Regions from separate parts of the Mus musculus genome. Here region 1 is linked to region 2. Evidence: chromatin contacts called from public Hi-C data. All regions are on one chromosome and are shown on one strand. The core of a region is the stretch at or near the end of the contact, and the rest is flanking DNA. Distances in the headings are between cores, read along the strand shown. Region 1 overlaps Pdss2 (prenyl (solanesyl) diphosphate synthase, subunit 2). Region 2 overlaps Gm5079 (predicted gene 5079).

The links. A called contact is a pair of places that touch in the nucleus more often than the background predicts.
Region 1: a contact with region 2 is called in a Hi-C map of cortical neurons, with 3 times the contacts expected there. The contact joins two enhancer-like sites. A contact is called at or near these places in 2 of 484 Hi-C or Micro-C datasets (the AML12 cell line and cortical neurons).

The regions. Positions count from the first base shown.
Region 1 is chr10:43,275,619-43,279,195 of GRCm38.p6, reverse strand. All of the region lies in intron 1 of Pdss2 (prenyl (solanesyl) diphosphate synthase, subunit 2), which reads right to left. Among named protein-coding and RNA genes, the nearest start is that of Pdss2, 56 kb to the right of the region's middle. Within about 2 kb of position 2,280, at least 32 of the 459 cell types and tissues checked have an H3K27ac peak or open chromatin away from gene starts, as enhancers often do. A contact at or near this core is called in cortical neurons, where this site is marked.
Region 2 is chr10:42,971,072-42,974,812 of GRCm38.p6, reverse strand. It overlaps Gm5079 (predicted gene 5079), which reads left to right. Exons shown (of 3, transcript NR_153349.1): 3 at 2,255-3,530. Among named protein-coding and RNA genes, the nearest start is that of Gm5079, 18 kb to the left of the region's middle. Within about 2 kb of position 1,827, at least 94 of the 459 cell types and tissues checked have an H3K27ac peak or open chromatin away from gene starts, as enhancers often do. A contact at or near this core is called in cortical neurons, where this site is marked.

The DNA of each region.
Region 1 (3,577 bases), core at 1,031-3,530, 300 kb before region 2:
TTGTTTTCATTTATAAATTCTTTCTGTTTCTCTTACACTATAATTAGTTTATTAGAAGTGAGATATTTCACTGTACAGGACAAGTCATGGCGGGGGTAGGAAAGGGGATGCACATTTACCAAAGGGGTGAAACTGGGCAGTGTAAGATGATACTATGATCCAATGGGAAAACAAGATCTCTCCTTTAAAAAGGAGTAGAGAGTCGGCACTGGGGTGAAAGTGGGGGGGGGGGTAAAGTTCCACAAATATGATTCTAATATACAGTCAGTTTTAAAGAGACTGTGATTCGCCTCCCTTTACCCCAATGAGGAATTAATGTCACAGCAGCACCTACAGGACATGCACCTTGGTGTTCCTGCTTTCATTCCAGAAGGCACCCAACTAAAGCAAAGAAAGACTGTGTGGCTGTGCTCACTCTCCCGTCATAGAAACGTCTTCATTAGGGGAGTTCAACAAAGTGTAAAACTAAGGTATGAAGACCTTTTCCCATGAATTATTCCAAACAGCATTGTCTACCTGTCAGAATATCATTAGTAAGAACTTAAAATAAGTTCCTCCACGGTGAACAAAACAAATGCCTTCTGTGTTTCCAGTGCACTTAGCAGAGATTCCGTTCTGAAGAACTCTGAAACAGTCAGCAGTGTGACTTACCATTTGTCTCACAGGGGGACCTGCATAATTCAGGTGTTGGAAGTATGAACTGAGGTGCACTGTCCCTCCTATCCCAGCCCAGCCCCCAAGTCACATCTGTGATGCTGAAGTCCATAAGGCTCACTGAGATTAGAATCTGTGAGTGTGGATGCTGCAGGTTTTCGTGTAGCAGTTCCATCTGAGATGAAACCTTCTAACTTGGAAGGGTCTTAAGATACAGGGTGTTCTAAGGCAAGGTCCCCAACCTTCCGAATGCTGTTACCCTTTAGCACTGTCTCTCATGTTGTGGTGATACCCCAAGTGTATTATTATTTTTGTTGCTACTTCAATAAGTGTAATTTTGCTAAGGATCATAATGTAAATATCTGATATGCAACCTCCTGTGGGGGTAGAACCACTGCTCTAAAGCAAAGTGAAACAGTCAATCCTGCAGCGGTCCTGGAGTCAGGAAGTAACAATTGAAAGGCTTGAGAAGTCCCAGAAACTGACCAGACAGACCCCACCCCCAGTGCTCAAACCAACTAAGCCACCAGGGAAGGGAACTCTCCAACACTGCCTGCCACCTGCAAGCACAATTCAGTTTGCTCAAGGCTTAGTGTGCCTTGAGCTGGTGCTGCGGGGGGAGGGGGGGGGCTCTGGTGATGCAGGTGACTGAGTCATTTCTGTTTCCATAAGTACCCCTCAGCCATCCTCCTGTAAGCAACCCTGATGGAACTCCCAGGTCCACCAATTGGACTTTGGTCGTGTCCTACATGTGGTCTGTCACTAGTTCCTTATCTAGAGTGAGTAGATACTGTTCACGTTTCTCAGGCTTGTGTCACACAGCACAGATCCAGATCCAAGCTATCTTGGGCTATATTCAGCTTATTTAAGAGTCATTCACTGCCTACTTTTGCATCTAACCTAACATCTTTGTGAATATCAGGTAAACCTTTTGGGGGTAGGAATGTTTAACAAATCACAAGTTTTCACCATGCTAAAAGCCAAGAATTTTATCAGATAACATCTGAAACCTGTAGCAAGAGACAGTGGTGGGGTCCTTAGCTGGGGACCTAGCCCACACAGGGCGCCTGGACCTAACTGTTCTCCCCACATGTGGCCGTCTCACTGTTTCCTCAGCTGGTTGTGTTTACTCAATCAGAGGACAGACGGCCTGCTTTGCTATAAATTGCCTGCCTGGCGTTTCTACTGGTGTATCTGAAAAGCACCCTGATAAATTATTTTGTTGTTATTCTTCTGTAAGTAAGTATATAAAACCTTCCTGAAGCCATTCTCACACTGCAATATGGTTCTTGAGGCAACCTGATGTTGTCACCTAAGGCCGTGCACTTGCAAACTCTTCTTCCCGTTAAGGTGACAGGTATGCTTCATAGCAACAGGACAGCTGGCACATTTCTTTTGCAGCACACGTTCAAGCACATGGGAAAAGCATATGGGTGCACTGTCCTCTGAAGAATACAAGTGCATGCAGCAGCCTCGCAGTCTGCCCCACAGGAAAGGAGCTCTTGTCTGATGGACTGCAACAATCTTTATCCACGTTCATCTTGACTTACAAGTACCTTGTTTGCTTGGTTCAGAAAAAGTAAACAAAATGATTTGCAAACAGGTGTGATAATCGACATCGGAGGATAAGGCATGACTGTATTACAGCACGGAAATGGCTTCTCTATTGTTTGTTTTCTTGCAGTTCTACAGGCTACTGGAGTGTCCACCAGCCATTTATTTGTTCCTTCAGAAACTCCACTTGGCTCTTTGTAGATCTGGTGCTATTCTGCCAACATCATGTTATATTAAGCCCTCACAAAATAATGTGATTGAGGTTTGGTTCTTTAAAAAATTCAAAACCCGGAAAAAGGGAAAGAATACGAACCCTAATGCATTTAGGAACAAACAACCTATTACAGAGAATAAGTGTGTCTGGCAGAACTCTGGAGATGACAGAAAACAAGAGGAAACAGCATTTCTTAATGTCATTTAAATATGCACACAGGAGACAGGGAGATGTGCTAGGACAGAGAATCAACAGGAACTCCACTATTCCTGCACACACAATAGGGTCTCATTAGCAGTAAAAGAACAGGTGTCTGGGGACCCATTTATAAAGGCTATTAACTATTGTGAGCTGCTGGGTCCCAGATTTATTTTAGTACTAGGCAACAGATTTAAAAAGATACAAATTTAAATCTACCCATTAGCATGTGAAAGCAATGCCCAGCTTTGCAGTCTAGTTTAATGGAAGGTATTCTCCAGTAGTCCTGCCAGGAGGGCAGTGAAGCTCACAAGCACTTCCCAACGCCCACAACCATCTGCATTCTATACCTCATCTGAATATTAAAAAATTGAGGAATGATCTTTTTGTTTTGACTTGTCAAAATGAAACAGGATCAATCTACAAACAATCTACAAGAACTAAGTGTTTATCAGACTTAAAAGAAATGGCAAACATGTAGTTTTGTCTTAATCAAATAATGACAAACATGTAGCTGTTTTAAAAGCTGAAAAGAGTAAGAAGGGGCACATACTGCTCTCAGAGAGGACTCACACAGCAGCTTACAAATGCCTGCAAAGCCAGCCCTAGGGGATCCAACACCCTCTTCTGGCTTCCACAGACACTGCACACACTTGGCACACACGCACACACCACATAAATATAAAGTAAAAATAAATCTAAGACCATTTTTTTTTTAAAGCAGGAAAAGGAATCACACAGACCTCTTGTCCTGGATCCAGTGCACTTCACCATATTTTATATTTACTTTGAAAATCGTTGAGTGACAACAGTTATCCTCTAGTAATATTTTACTGTCTCATTTCAGATGACTAATACATATCTCCTCCCCTCCCTCCTCCCTTTCTGTTTCACACGTCTCCAGTGTCTTGCTAAATTGCCCACACTGCCCTCAAATTTACAATCCTCCAATGGCCT
Region 2 (3,741 bases), core at 578-3,077:
TTCTATTCTACCCCTGAAAACTGTATAAAAACTGGCTGAACGGGCTGCCCGAGGTTGCCACCTCTCCTTCCGGTGCAGGACAACCCCAGTGCGTTGGAACAATAAATACCTCTTGCTTTTGCAACAATCTCCAGCTCTGCGTTGTCCACTCGGGGATCCTGAGTAAGCTAAGGCTTGTCAGAGTCTTACATGCCATGGAGGTGTCTGATTGCTAACATTAGGGGTCTCCTGTAACAGAATGGTCACTCCCTCTCTTAGACCCATTCTTGAAGGAACTCAAGCCGTGTGTGACAGGGCAGAGGTGGCTAAGAGTGCAGCCTGGTTTGCCATCCAGGAACAGTGTCACCTGGTAGTCAAGGGGAGCAGAGCCTGAAGTTCTCAGGATCTAAGAACTGAGGCCTCTGGTCAAGGGACAGATCTTCAGCTGAAGAGAGCCGAATCTTTCTATCCACAGGCTGGCACCACCCCGACTTCATTTTAATCACCTGCCTGCTGTCCTTCAGCTGCTCAAAGGGGGGTTTTTTGTGGAGTCTGCTGTGCCTGAAGCCCCCCAAGGCCAATCTGCTCCCCAGGAAACCCTGCTCTGCTGCCTCCTCCTTCCACACTCAGCCAGAATCAGACAGCTGCTGCTTTCCAGGTCCCACGTTTCCTAAGGCTTTGCCCAGGCGTTTCCTCCAGGCTCCAGGTGAACTCTGCTGGTCCTTTTTGCCCCCCAGCTTGGGACTGGCTCTCGGCAGTAAAGCAGCCTTACAAGGGACACCGCCCAGCTGTATAATCAAACATTAGATGCCCAGATGAGAAATCATTGCTTGAAACCTCATCTGGAGCTTGACCAGCCTCTCAGCCATAAATCATATCCTGTTCTATTATAACAGCAGGTCAGTAGGACTCCCAGACACCTTACCAGAGGGGCTCTAAGCAGCAACTGTGGAGAGAAGAGTTGACTGTAAGTCAACAGCCCAGCCCAGTAGGCACAAACCGTCTTGTCCTGAATCCCCACCTCCTTTTGAAGCTCAGGCCTCCTAGCAGCCTTCTCCTTAGCTAGAGGCAGACTGGGTTTCCAGAGCTTTTTACCCGATGCCTCTTTAAAGTGTCTAATTTTAATGAAGAAATCTTTCATCTGCCATCCTGTTTCCAAGAGACAGGTTTGGAAGGAATTTTCACAAGTCACCGAGGCCCTTGGAAATGTTTCCTGGTGGGAAATGTAAGGCTGTAAGACACAAGATGTTCTCACTCTGGGTGAGAGCGGAGGGGCCAAAAGAAGGAAATAAAACACCTCCCCCCCCCCCCCCGCCCCCAAGTGTTTCGAGAGCCAAGTGGAGGAAGGATACGGAGGTACAAGCAAAAGGGGAAGAGTGTTTCACTGGAAGTGTAGAAAGGGTAGTTGTACCTGAGAACAGAATCCTCCTGGGGTGGGGTGGGAGGATGCTGGGGAGTTTAAGCGAGGGGATAGAGGGTGGGGGATACTTGGGAGGGCCACAGGGGATGGGCTGGGGAACAGAACCCGCAACAGGAATGAGAGTCAAAGGCCCTAAATATATACACAACGCACACACAATGGAAGAAAAAAAAACTCAAATTTATTCCCTCTGGAGCTGTTTGAGCCAAAAAGGAAAACAAAAAACAAAACCCAAAAAAACAAAAACAAAAAAACGCTGAACTGCGGCTGAGCTGTCATTGCTGAGCTGGGGCTCTGGGCAGTGAATGCAGGTGTGTGTTGAGCCACAACCCTTCCAGAGGTGAGGCTGGGACGGAACATCTCCAAGGCTCAGGCCTCGCAGATCTCTCTCCCTAGCTCTTCCCATCAAGGAAACGGCTTCCCCAGTGCTCACCTCCAGGGGCGCCAGAGCGTTTCTTGTGGACTGTATGCTACAGCCTCCACTTGGAGCAATGGAGCCCCCTAGGTAGGCGGTTAGTGCTGCCGGATTCTGCTCTGAGGTTCTCTGGATTCTCCGGACACCCCCCAGGCCCCATCGGGAGAGGGATTGGATAAATATGTTAGAAACACAGGCAGGGGCCGTTGGAAATATGAAGCCATGGATTTTCCCAATCAGCTGAGTCAACAGATGTGGGGCGGGGGCGGGTAGGAGGGCGAGGAAGTCATGGACAAGGGAGAGGTATGGGGCTTAATGGAGGTGGCTTTGAGAAGAGAGTGGCTCTCCAGGGTCACTAAAAAGCCTCCTCTCAAATCTATGAGCACGTCCACTTAGAGTTTGAACTGACCGGGCCTTTTTTTTTTTTTTTTTTAAATAAGTCTATGGATTAATACTTGGACTCGACAGTGCCTTCTGCAACTGGTGATAGAAGAAGACACCATTTCCTAGCTCTCTCTGACACACAATTCTCACCAACACCAAAAAACAGTGGCTAACAAGACTGAACTACAAACCTCAACCTGGTTTCTAGTGCGCTTCTGTTTACCCTGCTTCTGCTAATGAGATACTACTTGGAGATGCAAATTTTTAAGAATGTTAGCTTCAGCCTGGAGAGAAGGAAACTGCAATTTGCAGTTTGTGCTGGGAGTGATAACCTTCGTAAGTAATGGGTTTCACTGATTAACTGCTGCTAACAAAACATTGTTGCCAAACCTGTTAATCTAAAACTAGCAATAGGACGGCTGTTAGATCCACATTTCCCTTCCTCCAGTCCCCAGAGAGCTCAGAGAAATATTTCTCACTTAAATAGCCTTCATCTTCCCATGTATTTTATTGCATCTGCTAATAGGTTAGCCATAAGTTAGGAGCGGTTCGGAGATAGATATCCAATCAACCTCAACGAGGAGTTCAAGGAGAAAAGCAATTCCATTTAAAACATGGTTTTTGTTTGTTTGTTTGTTTTCCTAACTGGAAGGTGGAGTGGGGAAATGTGTGAGTTTGCTGAGTACTCAAATAAATGGAAGTACTAAGCGCTCTTAGTGATCAGAAGGTTTGATGTCTCGCGTCGCTCGTTGTGTATGTGACAGTGCACTCAATTCCCAGAACCAAGCAACAACCCTTTCACGGAGATTCTTTCTGCTGACCTGCCCACGAAAACCCACCCCAATTGACTCTCAATATTTTGCTGCTTAGATTGACATCTGAGAGAGCCCCTAAAGCAGGTCCTCATTGTGCCCTCAACTTTGTCATAAGCGCCTCCACCCCACAAAGCTGGGGTGGGCTCTCCCACTCTGGACTATGGAAGTCTAGTCACAGGAAGCCTGCTTTACTGCTAAGTCACAGACCTGTGGCATATTGGGACAGTGTAAAGGTGCAAACACGTGGGCCTTGTCTGGTCTGCCCCCCTAATAGCTGGGAAGATCACGTGACTTCATCATTTTCAGTATCTTGAGATGAGCATCCTGGAAAAGTTAAAGGTTTTTGTTTTTACCCCTCCCCCCAGCTCCCAAGGTTAAGGGGAATATCTCTTTAAGTACATTAATGGAAAAATATATTGCTCAAATAGTGAAATATATATAAATGTACCAAAGCACTTTAAATACTCAAACTGGTTGATGCTGATGAATGTTTCCAATAAAAAAATAAATTTTGTTTAAAATAATACTAATAAAGATGAAGTGACTTGTTCAGGGCCGTTAGCTGGGCCGCTAGAAACTGCAACTAAATCTGGTTTTGTGGCTTTTGGTTCAATGGCTCCATTCGTCTTTTTGAAGCAGGGGCCAAGGGCTTAAATCAGCATTCCTGCGATCTTAGCAAAAAGGGACATTGTCTGTTCACAAGCCTGGGAACAGCCCGTGCTATACAG